Regions from separate parts of the Zea mays genome. Here region 1 is linked to region 2. The links are chromatin contacts, called in public Hi-C maps. All regions are on one chromosome and are shown on one strand. Each heading gives the region's core, a stretch centred on a gene start, on an enhancer-like site or on the middle of the called end of the contact. The rest is flanking DNA. Distances are from core to core; before and after follow the strand shown. Region 1 holds the start of LOC100282782. Region 2 holds the start of LOC100384028.

The links. A called contact is a pair of places that touch in the nucleus more often than the background predicts.
Region 1: a Hi-C map of endosperm shows a contact between it and region 2, with 2.4 times the contacts expected there. The contact joins the promoter of LOC100282782 here to the promoter of LOC100384028 in region 2. A contact is called at or near these places in 6 of 25 Hi-C or Micro-C datasets (bundle sheath, ear, endosperm and 2 more).

The regions. Positions count from the first base shown.
Region 1 is chr4:68,293,347-68,299,674 of Zm-B73-REFERENCE-NAM-5.0, forward strand. LOC100282782 reads left to right here and starts at 3,330. Exons shown (of 8, transcript NM_001155688.1): 1 at 3,330-3,737; 2 at 4,947-5,034; 3 at 5,119-5,183; 4 at 5,559-5,607. The coding sequence starts at 3,543.
Region 2 is chr4:67,990,432-67,997,176 of Zm-B73-REFERENCE-NAM-5.0, forward strand. LOC100384028 reads right to left here and starts at 4,636. Exons shown (of 14, transcript NM_001362239.1): 1 at 4,341-4,636; 2 at 4,129-4,218; 3 at 2,804-3,042. The coding sequence starts at 4,580.

The DNA of each region.
Region 1 (6,328 bases), core at 2,080-4,579, 300 kb after region 2:
AGTAGTCCAACTCTAAAACATAAGGAAAAAATCAAATGTGACACAACCAAAAAAGGAAACCGAGTTTTTTATATTACAACTAAGGCTACTACCACTACATGTCGCATCAGCTTTTGTTTATGAAACAATATATATCAAATTCCATCTAAATAATTGTTTTCATATCTCATGAAACTCTCTCTATTTCTCTACTCATTAAATCATTGTGATAACACCATGCTTGCTTATGTGACGAGATAATTATTGAAGATTTGTTTACGAAAACGTGCATTCTGAATTTCATCTAAATAAAATTCTTCCATCTCTCATAAAACTCTCTCTAATTCTCTCCTTATTGAACTATTATATAGTACATGCTAACGCTATGGTCCCGTAGAGGGAGGGGGTCGACGATGGCGGTGGCAGCACGAGGTGAGAGGTTGACGGCGGTAGCAGTGTCACGAGTGAAGGGGAGGGGGTGGCGAGACGCGAGGAGGGGAAAGGGAAGGCTAGGGGTAGCGGGGTCATAAAGAAGGGGAAGGGGAAGGGATGAGAGGCGAGAGATGATGAATGATCCAAATAATATTGTCTATTGGATTGGAGTAAGGGAGAGAGGGTTATCCAGCGATCTGAACCATTGATTTTGATGGTGTGTTAAATCTAGGTGCAATTTGTTTGGCGGATTTAGTGGAGGTTACGGCGTGGGGGTGATTTGATTAGGTAAGTTTTGCAAAGTTTTAAACTGCTGGATTATATAGTGGTATATATTAACATATAGCCTGTGTTAACACTACGATCCCACGGAGGGGATGGATCGACAGTGGCGGTGGCAGAGCAAGGGGAGGGGACGATAGGGACACGGGGAGGGGGAGGCTAGGGACGACGAGGTCGTGGGGCAGGGGAGGGATGAGGGGTGAGGGATGATCCAAATAATGGTCCATTGGATTTGAGTAAGGGAGATGCTGGGTTTTCAACTCTGTCTCGTTTGCCCTCTCACATATAAGTTGTTAACTCATACAAAAGTAGCCATCAACTAATTAATAAGTAGGAAGAAGTAGGACACTGCTACAGACTAAACGTTGCATTCACAAAATAAATGGTAAAAATAGTGCTCCAGTAATTTTGTGAGGATCTAAAGTTCAAAAAACTTGGTGTGCTCTTGCATTTTCTAAGAAAAAAAGCTTTCGGGAGACCAAAGCACATACCTGAGATAAGTAGGAAGATAAAAAAGCTTTCTAAAGTTCACAAATTAATAAGTAGGAAGAAGTAGGACACGCCTAGAATTGATTAGATAGATGCAACTGGGATCCATGCTTGTGGTGTATCGTGTGCCTTCCTGTGCCTGCTTAGCTAGGACGACAGCTGCTCCATGGCCGGAGGTGATAGAGTATACTGCCAACAGAAGAGGTAAGCAAATCAAAGTGGATCTATGGGCAGCCGTGGGGCTGGCCTGAGAGGAAGGCGACGGGGGAGATGCATGGCCGGAGGTGGAAGGCGAGAGCGACGAGCCCGAGCATGACCCAGGCAATGGCCGACACAAGCACCAACTGCACGACACCCCTGCGGGACACCATTCGCATCGTCACCGCGTCCGCCTTCGACGCCACGGACGTGATGCCGCCATTGCTTGATACTGAATCGAACCCTCGGATGTCATATTCGAACAGGGAGAGCGACACATGAAGATGTCGACGTTGTGCTTAAGGTGTCCCCTGCTGCCGGTGAAGGTGCTGCGCGCAACGTTGCTTGTGGTTGTGGCAGCGGCGGAGAAGACGAGCACGAGCTATGGATCGGCCGCGGCGCTAGCAAGCCATCTCCATGCGGCCATAAAGGCGAGAAGGGAGGGGGTGGTGTTTCGGGGCGGGGGTAGCAGCGACATGGGGAGGAAGAGGGCGGGGGCGAGGACCCACGACGGGCATCACATTAGAGTTTCCCGACGGGGATCACAGACGGAGACGGGGAAGCGGCGACATGGTGAAGAAGAGGGCGAGGGCGAGGACCCATGGCGGGCATCGCATTGGAGTTTCCCGACGGGGATCACGGACGGAGACGGGGAAGCGACTACATTCTCGGGAAGGAGAGGCAACTGGCGCACTGGAGACGGATGGGGACGGGGGTCACGGATGCTGCCTCCTCTCCGCTCGCGATACACGGGCCGAACAGGAGGGACGACAATGCGGATTCCTCGATCCCCTTCCATGGAGAGCGGATTCCTCGATCCCCTTCCATGCACGCGCGTCAGGTCCCGACTCCTGCTACTCTGGGGCTCTACATCGCGTAGGCAGGAACATGACCGATCGAATTCGAAAGGAGACGAACCTCAACGGTGTTGGGGAAGGAGAGCGCGACGACGTGGCCCGGGAGAAATCCGGCGTCGGCGGCGAGTCGTGCGGCCGCTGCGTCGATGAGAGCGTCGAGGGCGGCGTGCGTGAGCTCCGGCCTGCCCGGTACGGCAACTGCGCGACGGGTCGAGAAGGCGGCGGCCGCCTCCTTGAGCAGCACCGTCAGCGTGGTGGCCTCCATCGTCGCCATGGCCATGGGGGGAATCGGGGTGAGCAAAGCGGAGATGGGCTGTTGCGTGGGGGCCTTCCATAGATGGAGCGAGGAGGAGGAGGTGGCGGAATCGGCGGATGCGAACGCGTAGTGAGGGGGAGAGGAGGAGGAGATGGTGGTGGAATCGGCGGATGCGAATGCGAGATCTCGGGCGCAGGGGCACGAACGCGCGGGTGGAGGCCGGGCGCGCCAAGTCGGGGGCACGATGAAGCCCTGGTGGACGCCTACAGTGAGCTCTTAAGGATTAGTAGAGATTAAGGCGTGAGTTCGAATCCCCACCTCCTGCGCTGTTTTTTTAATATTTTACGCTGATTTAACCAAATGACCTGACGTGCTAACGAGCCGGTCCGACATGGTCTACGGGCATGCAACGGGTTAATTTGAAATAGATGTTGAAACTAGTGCTTTAATATAATAGAGATAGAGATTTAGAGGACGTTCTTGGAGACAATCTAAATACAAGTGCTAAAACTAGTCCCTATAAACCAAATACCCTAACGGGGTGTTTGGATCCCTTCATTTTAGAGAAACTGGAATTCACTCAATAAAGTAACTTATTTTGTTTGGAATTTGACATTTCAACACTTTACAAAGTTTAGATATAAGCATATCTCAAATTTATAGGGTGGAGGATGAAAAATAATTTTATACATTAGTAGAATTTGTTTCTATTATGTAACTTACATTACATTTTTCGTCTCACTCATTTATAATAAAAATATAACACATAAATATCTCCGACAACTTGCTAATAACAATATACAAATATATTTTACATATAACACATAAATATCTCCGACAACCTTCTCATCCCCAACCCCGTCAGCCCGTGCGGCCGTGCCCTCTGCCTCCTCTGCCACTCCTCGCCCAAAGCGCCAGAGGCGCAGCCCGAGCCACAGGTTGCCTCCTCTCCCTCTCCTCGTGGCCTCGTCCTTCTCGTTCAAGACGAAACCGTACGCGAGCGAGCTGGTGAGGGAGGAAGAGCAGGGAGGTGGGATCAGGCCGGCTCCATGGACGCCACGCTCCTCCTCCTCCCCGCCAACTGCACGGCCGCCGCCAGCGGGCGGATGCGGCCTCGACTGCCTGCAGGCCCACATGTGGCTTCCCCTGGTCCCTCCGCGCGGCCAAGGACCTCCATCCGGGCCTCAGCCGTGTCCGCAGCCCTCGCCGTTCGTGGCCTCCCGCAACACGCTTCCGTGGCCGGGGTCAGTCCCTCTCCCTCCCCGTTTATTGGCTGTAGCTTTTAACAGATTTTTTTATAAAGATGAAGATTGTTTTAGTGTCAGTTTGGTTTGTATATGCGATTAGAGCGAGGCTAATAATTTAGGCAGTTGCTAGCTAAATGTTTATGCCATGTCACTTATTACCATCACTAAGAAACACACATATAATGGACTGGCTATTTGGTTATCTGTTAGTTTGGCTAGCGAGCCATTTTACTATCGGGCCCACAAATCATAGACACAGATGGTCCCACAAGTCAGAGATACATGGTGATATAATAGCAGAGAGCTCAAACTGGGAGTGACAAAATAACAACTTTTTCTTGGCTGATATTGTTTAGGGAACCGGATATAGCATGTCTATCACATTGAAATAAGACAACTTGCAAGTAGAGGGACATCACAACGGAAGAAGAGCGCGATGATGAGTGGAAGGTCATTTTAGAACTTATGGAAGGATGGGAAGGACACGGAGCGGGTGATCCACGTTTGCACGTGATTGTAGTGCTCATTGACACCACATAGAAGGTTGAAGACGACTAGACGAGCGTACGATTAGATACAGGCTCTCTACTGCTTGCTTATGACTGAGCTGACCCTCATGATGATGCTGTGATATTTGTTGTAGAATGGAGAAGTACTGATTGCTTTTATGTTGTTCTAGAATGGAGTAAATAATGATGATGTTGAAAAATATTTAACTAGAAAGTAAGGGTTCAGTTTCCTTTTATGTTTCAAAGTTCTTGTTCTATCGTTCACTACAAAAGAAAACGACTTCAATGTTTGGTGGTTATTGAATTTGTTAGGGGTGCAAATTGGTTTCCCTAAAAGTCTTCACTGCCCCTCTTTAGTTCAATTCTAGTTTTCCAAAATGAGCTCTCATTTTGAAAAACTACTTCAATTTGTTGTACTAGAGAGTGAAGACAGAAACCCTTAGAGTCACCAATTAGCACTCCTGGATTTTATTTAAAGAACACATGATAGCAAAATAATTGTTATGACAAATGTTCTGAGAAATATCTTTAGCATAACTGCACAAATGTGATACAAAATAACCTTATCCATAATGAACTTGTTCTCCAAACCTCCTTAAGTTACTTGCTTGGTTATAACTATTATTTTCTGTTTGCAGATGGAAATATTTTAAATTGTACTAAATGTCTGTTGCAATCTGAATTTCTGGTTGTTCAGCAAAGCACTGGAAGTTATAGGGTTGGTGATGTTATGACCAAAAGGGAAGAGCTCCATGTTGTGAAACCAACAACTTCAGTTGATGACGGTGCCTTGTTTCTCATATGCTGCACTTGTCTGCCTTACTTTCGATCAGTAGAACGTGATCATTCAATTTTACTTTTTTTTGCAGCCCTTGAGATGCTGGTGAAGCATAGGATCTCTGGCTTTCCTGTTATTGATGATGACTGGAATTTGGTCGGTACAATTATTAGTTCCTCAAAGCCCATGAAGTCTCAAATTAGAAATGCATGCATAAGGACTATTCTTTTCTTATGTTACCTTCCTATATTTCATACCTACCTACGTCCTATATTTCATACCTACCTACGTTGGGAGTTGACTTGACATGTTCTAAATGCTTATACTTTATATTATGGCAAAACATTTATTCAGAAAATGTCTTGTTGACCTGCAAAAACATTTATATTATGCACTGAAAATAGTAGGCACACTGCATGGACATAACCACACTTTCTTTTACACTGTAGATATGGTGAAAGAACTTTTTTCTTCTGTACATAATGCATAGAGAAAAACATTCATTTGGTTTGAACTTCTTTCCTGTTGTAGGTTGGCGTTGTGTCAGATTATGATTTATTGGCACTGGATACAATATCAGGTATTTTCCAAGTTGTTAAATATTCGAATTTTCAGTACATAGTTGAAACTTCTTGCAGTGATATTATAAGGATTGTGGAGTGACACCTAGCATTAGTGTCCATGGCATGATTGTTTACCTAAATGTTCATGTCAAACCCGTTAGCGTAGTGTTAGTTGAAATTAAGGATGGGATACTACATCCTTGTTAGAGCAACTCCAACAATAGACTCTAAAACAAGGCCTCTACTTGACTTTTGATGGCTTTTCCTACTTTGGAGGGCCTTGTTTGCTAGGATCAACTCCAGTAGTGCCTTTAAATTAGCCCCCTATGTTTTTGGGATCTACTCTATTAAGTTGCATGCACCAGTCAATTCAACCTAAATGCTTAAGCTGGTGGGGAAATGTGGCCAATTCACTTTTATTCCAACACTCCCCCGCACGTCGAGGCTCTCTTAGCTCCCAGACGTGGAATAGGAGCGATCAATAATTATTTTATTTAACTGCTCTAACCATGATTCAAATTCGAGACCCCTGGCTCTGATATATTAAGTTGCATGCACCAATCAGCTCAACCTAAAAGCTTAAGCTGATGAGGAAGGTGATCAATTCACTTGTATTCCTACATAGAACATACTCATCATTTAAATTATTGTTATTCCTTTTTATTTTCCCTTTTATTCCCATGCTCTTATCCTAGTCGTTGGGCGGGGAAGAGCATCTCAGGGAATGAGGAGCTCGTC
Region 2 (6,745 bases), core at 3,386-5,885:
GGGGTCAAGCCTCAAGAAGAGGTGTTGCCAAGTAGGAGAGACCCCTCGCTCCAGCTAGTTGCCATGATCTTCTTTCATCATCAGTCTGTAGTAGGATGGAGGAAAGACTAGGAGCCACTCCATCAAAGATACTACAACGATTTCGATGGTTCCAGATCATCCAGGCCCCCAAGATAATAAGAGAGTTCAGACCTTTCTTAACCATCCCATGAACTTCTCCAGAAGACTCCTCCCACCAGTCTAGGTGTTGAGTTTGTGATCCAAATTCTGAAGAAAGCGGCCAAGTTGGCGAGCGAAGCGGAGGCCCGTCGCCGGGAGGCTTGGGCCGGAGCGTAGCGAACGTGGAAATAAATGGGTGGAGGCACAAATAAAGCCTCTGTTAGGATTCGAACTCAAGACCTCTGACTTCGATACTATGTTAGAGTGGACGCACTAACCAGTTCAACCCAAAAGCTTAAGCGTATGGGAGAAGGTAGTCAATCCACTTATACACTTCAACAGGGCCAACTTCCAATGACAACATAATAATGCATGCCATTGCATGAAGACCGAACTATGAGGAACACTTCCTTCGACATGATGTCCAATATTGAGTATGAAAGTATAATCAGTTAAACTTGTTCATGGATTAAAAAGGCCTTTGACTCTGTGCATTGGGAATTTCTTCTGGAAATTCTTCGACACTTGGGTTTTGGACAGGTTTGGTGCCATCTGATTTTGAACCTGTTATTAACATCCTCTACGCAAGTTCTTGTAAATGGAGTGCCTGGACAGCCTATAAATCTCAAGAGAGGGTTGAGGCAAGGTGATCCTTTATCCCCCCTTTTATTCATCCCAGTCATGGATATTCTTAATAGCCTATTTACCAGGGCAGATGAGTGTGGATTGTTACACCCCCTTGCTGGTAGAAGCATTAGCCAAAGGGTTTCAATGTTCGCAGATGATGTTGTTGTTTTTGTTAAGCCAGTTTCTGGGGACTTAGTGGTGGTCAGAGAAATTTTGAGGTGTCTTGGTGTTGCCTCAAGTCTTCAAACTAACTTGCAAAAAAGTTTCTCCTACCCAATTCGGTGTGATAATGAAAGGATTGAGTTGGCTGTCCAGACCTTGGGTTGTGCCTCAAAAAACTTTCCTACAGCCTATCTTGGCCTCCCTCTGAGCAGCAAAAAACTTAGTGCTGGAGACCACGCTCACTGGATAGAGAAAATTGCTGCCAAGTTTCCAGGATGGGAGGCTGAGCTTCTAAATCTTGCTGGGAGAATCACTCTTATCAAATCTGTACTCTCTGCCATCCCGGTTTACTTATTTATTGCTCTCAATGCTCCTAAATGGGTTATCAAAGCCTTTGATAAAATTCGAAGGAATTTCTTGTAGAAAGGAAGAAAGGAGGCTAGAGGAGGTAATTGCCTTATATCTTGGGATAAAGTCACTCGGCCTTTTGATTTGGGGGCCTTGGAATTCCTAATCTCCACACGATGAACTGGGCCCTACAAATGCGATGGCTTTGGCTACAAAAAAACTGCTCCTTCTAAGCCTTGGAGCGGCCTTGATCCTAAAATATCGTCCCAGGCCAGAGCTTTATTTCAGGTTGCAGTGTCTACCACCATTGGTAATAGTATTTCAACCTTCTTTTGGAAACATAGGTGGATTCATGGGTGTTCTATTGTAGATTTAGCTCCCCTTATTGTTGCTGCAGTTCCGAAGAAGATTAGAGAAGTAAGGACTGTGCAGCAGGCCCTTACCTCATACTATTGGGTTCATGATATCTAGAGAAATCTCTTCCTGGCTGTGATTGAGCAATATCTACAATTATGGGAGGTTCTTGAAACTTTTCAGCTTCAAAATTCAAATGATCAACATGTGTGGCAATTTAGCAGCAATGGTCTGTACACCTCCAAATCTGCCTACAGAGCTTTTTTCATTGGAGCGGAATCCTTTGAGCCCTGGAAAAGAATTTGGAAGAGCTGGGCAGCCCCTAAGTGTAAGGTCTTTGTTTGGCTGGCCATAGACAACAAATGTTGGACAGCCGACAGACTCAAAAAAAAGGGGGCTTCATTATCCTGAAGACTGTGTTCTATGTGATCAAGAAGGTGAAACTGTGCAACATATTCTATCTAATTGCGTCATCACAAGACAGTTTTGGCATAATATTTTAACTCCAAATGGTCTCTCTTCTGTGGTTCCAAAGAGAAGAGATTCAGATTTTGCTGAATGGTGGAGAAAGGCTTCAACTAGGATTCCTAAAAGCAAAAGAAAGAGGTTTAATAGTATGGTACTCCTTGGGGCTTGGAGTCTTTGGAAACAGAGAAATAGGTGTGTTTTTTACGGAGCTCGACCCTGCCTTTCTACCTTAGAGGATGGATTCAAAGATGAGATGAGACTGTGGTTTTCTGCAGGAGCCAAGAACATGCGCTCCCTTTTTGACCCTGGTTAGAGAAAGGAAAGTCTTGTAGCCTCTTGGTAGGCTGGGGTGGTAGTGTGTCGTGTGGCTGGTATGTGTCTGTGTTGTGTTTGTTTGGTGTGTGTATATGTTTTTTGTGTGAGTCTGGTGTGTTTTTTTTAGTGTTGTGTTCTGATTGTCCCAGGCCTCAGGCCTTTTTCCCTCTACTTTAATATAATGATAAGCAGCACTCCTGCATATTCGAGAAAAAAAATAAAGAACAAACTATACAATCCATAAACAAGTTTAACTGATTATATGGCCACTCTATGTTTAGACTCTTAAACACCATTAACTTCGAACAAAAAAAAAAGAAGAATGTGTAGATCTAGATCAACTACAGCTATTAACTCCAATGCGCCATACCTTATCAATACTATGTACAACTTTTTATCTTTGTGCTGGTTTGCCCATGTATCAATAGCATCAGTTGAACCAATCCTTGGCATCCGCGTCCTCATGCTCTCATCATGAATAGATGGTTCATTATTTGTTTCTCCCTTTTCTCCTTCAGATAGGTCTTCAGACAAATCAGCAGCATATTGACGAGCTTTCTCAAATTCCATGCGTTGTTTAGACAATCGTGAGGCTTCCTCTCCTTCTATCTGTGGTCAAAAAAATTATAAAGAGAACATAATTTCTGAAACCAAATCATGAAATATAACAAATATATGTACCGTGGGCATGAACAATTCTACTATGGCACTACAAATGTGTTTTATGTATCTGCAGCTAAATGTGTTTTATGTATCTGCAGCTACCTTCTGTGGTTAAAGTTCAATGCCAAGATTGTAGTACAAGCAAGAATACCAGTATAAACTTTCACATGTTTGCATCAGATGCTTATCATGTATGTTGGCAAATTCATGATAGATATTATGCTTAAATATTTGCATCAGATATTTATCATGCATGTTGGAATGCCCGTGGAAAATATTATGCTATACTGTTTGTGCTATCCTCTCAAAAATAAAAAGAAAAGATCTTTTTTATTTGAGCCCTAGAAGGTTGCCATATCTACTACCCGCAACTATTCCATGACAAAATTAGAAAAGACAGCTAGTTCATGGATCATTTTAAATTTATCTGATGTACCCTTCTAAAAACAAACAACCTATGTGACTTGAAATACTTCCTTTCAGACAAAGACCTAAGTATAAATCAGACTTCCACAGGTTTGCATCCAAACCTTGATGTAACATGTGTGCTTTCCAGCATCAGAGCACAATACAAGAAATTTATCTCAGCAGGAGACAGCACATAAGACACTATGTCAATTGATCAGAGGACCCAGTTCAAGCACAAGCACAGCACGAGTAGGATTTAAATATTCCCCAGGTGCAACAAAAGTTACCCGAGCCTGACCACCCAGTCAACCATACTATGTCGACAACTACATCTTAGTGCTAGTTGTCTACATATTATGATTTTTTTGTAACCACATATTATGATTGATTGGCTGGTCAGGCAGCTCTCTATCAAAGCAGGGGCTTTGCCCTACTGTTTTCACTCAAAAACACTACTACCACTAGTATACTTCTGGTACTAGAATCCGTTGTCTAAATAGTTACCTCAGGAGCACGATCTCCAAAAGTTAGTTGGTTCTTGAGTGCACACAAAATTGGTCGGCAAGCTTTTCAAGAAACAAGTAATGCTGCTATCAACTTTTATTCGGTCGGACATGCGTATACCTGCTTCTTCTTCCTGGCGAGGTTCCAGATCCTCCACGACATGTTCTCCAGCCGCGTGTTCCGCTCCTGGGGACTCCTCATAGCCGAGGTCTGAAACCAAAATTCATATAAATAAATAAAAATGGCAGAAAAAAGACATCAAGCCAGAAAAAAAAAACGTGCCCATAACACTCGAATAGACATCAGCTGAAGGCGGCGGCGGAAGGACTTACGCGGACCCAGGTCTTGTAGAGGTCGGTCTCGTCGAAGCCGGAGATGACCTCCTCGACGAAGTATCGCGCGGGGCTGAACCGGCCGCGCTCTCGGAGCATCAGCGACGACTTATCCCGCTTCTCCACGGCCGTCCCGTCGCGGCCGTCCCCGCTGCCTGCGGCTGCCGAGAGATCTCCCGCGGCCCCGCCAGCGTCCAGAATAGCCTCCAGGTAGCTGTTGATCCAGTCGTTCCCGGCCATCTCGCCCCGTCGAGCTCGGCGCCCCCGCGAGCGCCCCTGTCTGCTTTGGCGATTCGATTGGAGTCGGATCCTGGAGGTTTCTGGAAGGGGTAGAAAGGTGGGAATGGACTCGACGGTACGCCAGCTGAGGCTAATGCTAAATTGCTAATGATTATGGTCAGTGATCTCGTACAGTGTTTATGGGGTTTTTTCTTGCTTTCGAGAGTAGTAGGAAACACAGCTGGCCGACATGGGTGCAGCAGGAAACGGGTGCGCGGGGCGCTTAGCTGCTGCGCGCCACGTTGCGTTCTGGCGGAGCAGGCGCTGTCGCCGTTCGGAGGGAGAATCGGAGCCTACCATTATTGTCCCATGTATACCAAATAAAATAGCCACTCAACAACTCATATATGTTTGTTGTTTTGCTAAACCTGCATGATTAGTTGTACAAAGCTATCTCTGTTAGTTGGCTATATTGCTTGTATATAGAGGTGAGTAAAAGACCCGATACCAAATATCTGAAGCTAGACTTGAAATGATCTCCGTCTTAATTTATAATTCGTTCGACTTTTTTACTAAGTTTAACAGGCTCGTTTTATTATTTTTTTGCGAAAAAAATCAAAGTCATATATAAAGTATATTATATGTTAAACGATATTACAATAAAAGTTAACTATAATTATGAAAAATTTTGAATAAAACGAGTGGGACAAATTTGGGATAAAAAGTCAAATAAATTATAAAGTGGAACGGATAGTAAACACACTAATTTAATTTTAATTTAGATAGTTCATGAAATATTTACTGGTATCCCAACCCATTGGTCCAGTGCAATATAAATTTATTATTTGATATGGAAAAGTTTAAAGATCTTACACATTCTAATGAGCAAAAGTATTACTACTATTCAATTGGTTATACTAGAGTAGAACTACTAAGCTACAATTATTAAGCTACACAAGCTAAGCAAATCAACTATACAAGAGCAACAACACAACCACAAGTTATCAACTAGTAAATAAAAGTTTATGTTGGGGAATTACAAACCAACAAAAGATAATAACGCGGTGATTTTTATCCAAGGTTTCATGGTTTGTCAACCACTTAACTTTATTGAGACAAGGTCAAGATTGCTGCTAGTACTCTTACCAATGATGGCCCGTAGGTCCACTCTCACCTCGCAAAGCGTGGTTACACAAGAGCTCTAGCACTTGATTCAACGAGTCCACTTGATGTCATTTCCATCTCACTTCTACTAAAGCTATTGTTCACAATCTCTCGTGGAGTAAGACAACAAATATAACACCCTAAATTTAGAGATATAATTTTTTAAAATATCTATGAAAATTTGGGTGTTACCTTCTTTCCTCCTTTTCTTCCTTCTTGCCATATTCTCGAAGGAGTAGAGTGGAGTTATTTTTATTTAAACAAGTATTAATTTGGCAAGTTAAACCCTAAAAGACTTACTGTTGCATCATGCTGGAGCATCTATTTTCAAATGATGATTGTGTTTCGGTGTGCATCCATTTAAACCCATGGAGTGTATTTGATCTTGAATTCAAAAACTAAAACTAGATTCAAATAGTAAAAAAAGAAAAGAAAAAAACAATAATGAAAAGGGAAAAGCCCCATTTCCCCCTTAGCCAGCCTGCCCCATCCTCCCGCGCGCCCCGCGCTTGGCGCACTCCACGACCGACTCCCGCCCCAGCCACGTGCCCCAACGCATGCCCTCGCCCGTAGCCCAGCACTCCCACCCCCGGTCCAGCTAGCCACGTGCTTGCGCCAGCCAAACCATGTGCCCGCGCCTTGGCCCCGCTCGCTCACGCGCGCTTGAGCGCGCCGCCGCTGAGCTTGCCTGCACCTACAGCCGTCGGCCCACCAGTCGGCGCCTATCGCCCCTGTTCATCTTCTTTGTGTAACTGCCTCCGCACCCACAACGCGGCACTCGCCAAAACCGCCCGCCTGCGCCTCCCTCTCCCTTTCTTCCATCTCAGACACTAGCCCCACCTCTCTCTCTCTCTCTCTCTCTCTCTCTCTCTTCCACATGCCTCGTCCTCACGCACAGAGCCGTGTAGCACCTCGTGCCCGCCTTGTCGCGCATTGCGCCCTGCCGCACTCTCCTCATCGTCGTTCGCACCTGCCTCACTACGCGCTGCCCTCCCCAAGGCCGCACCGCATGCTCGGGACAC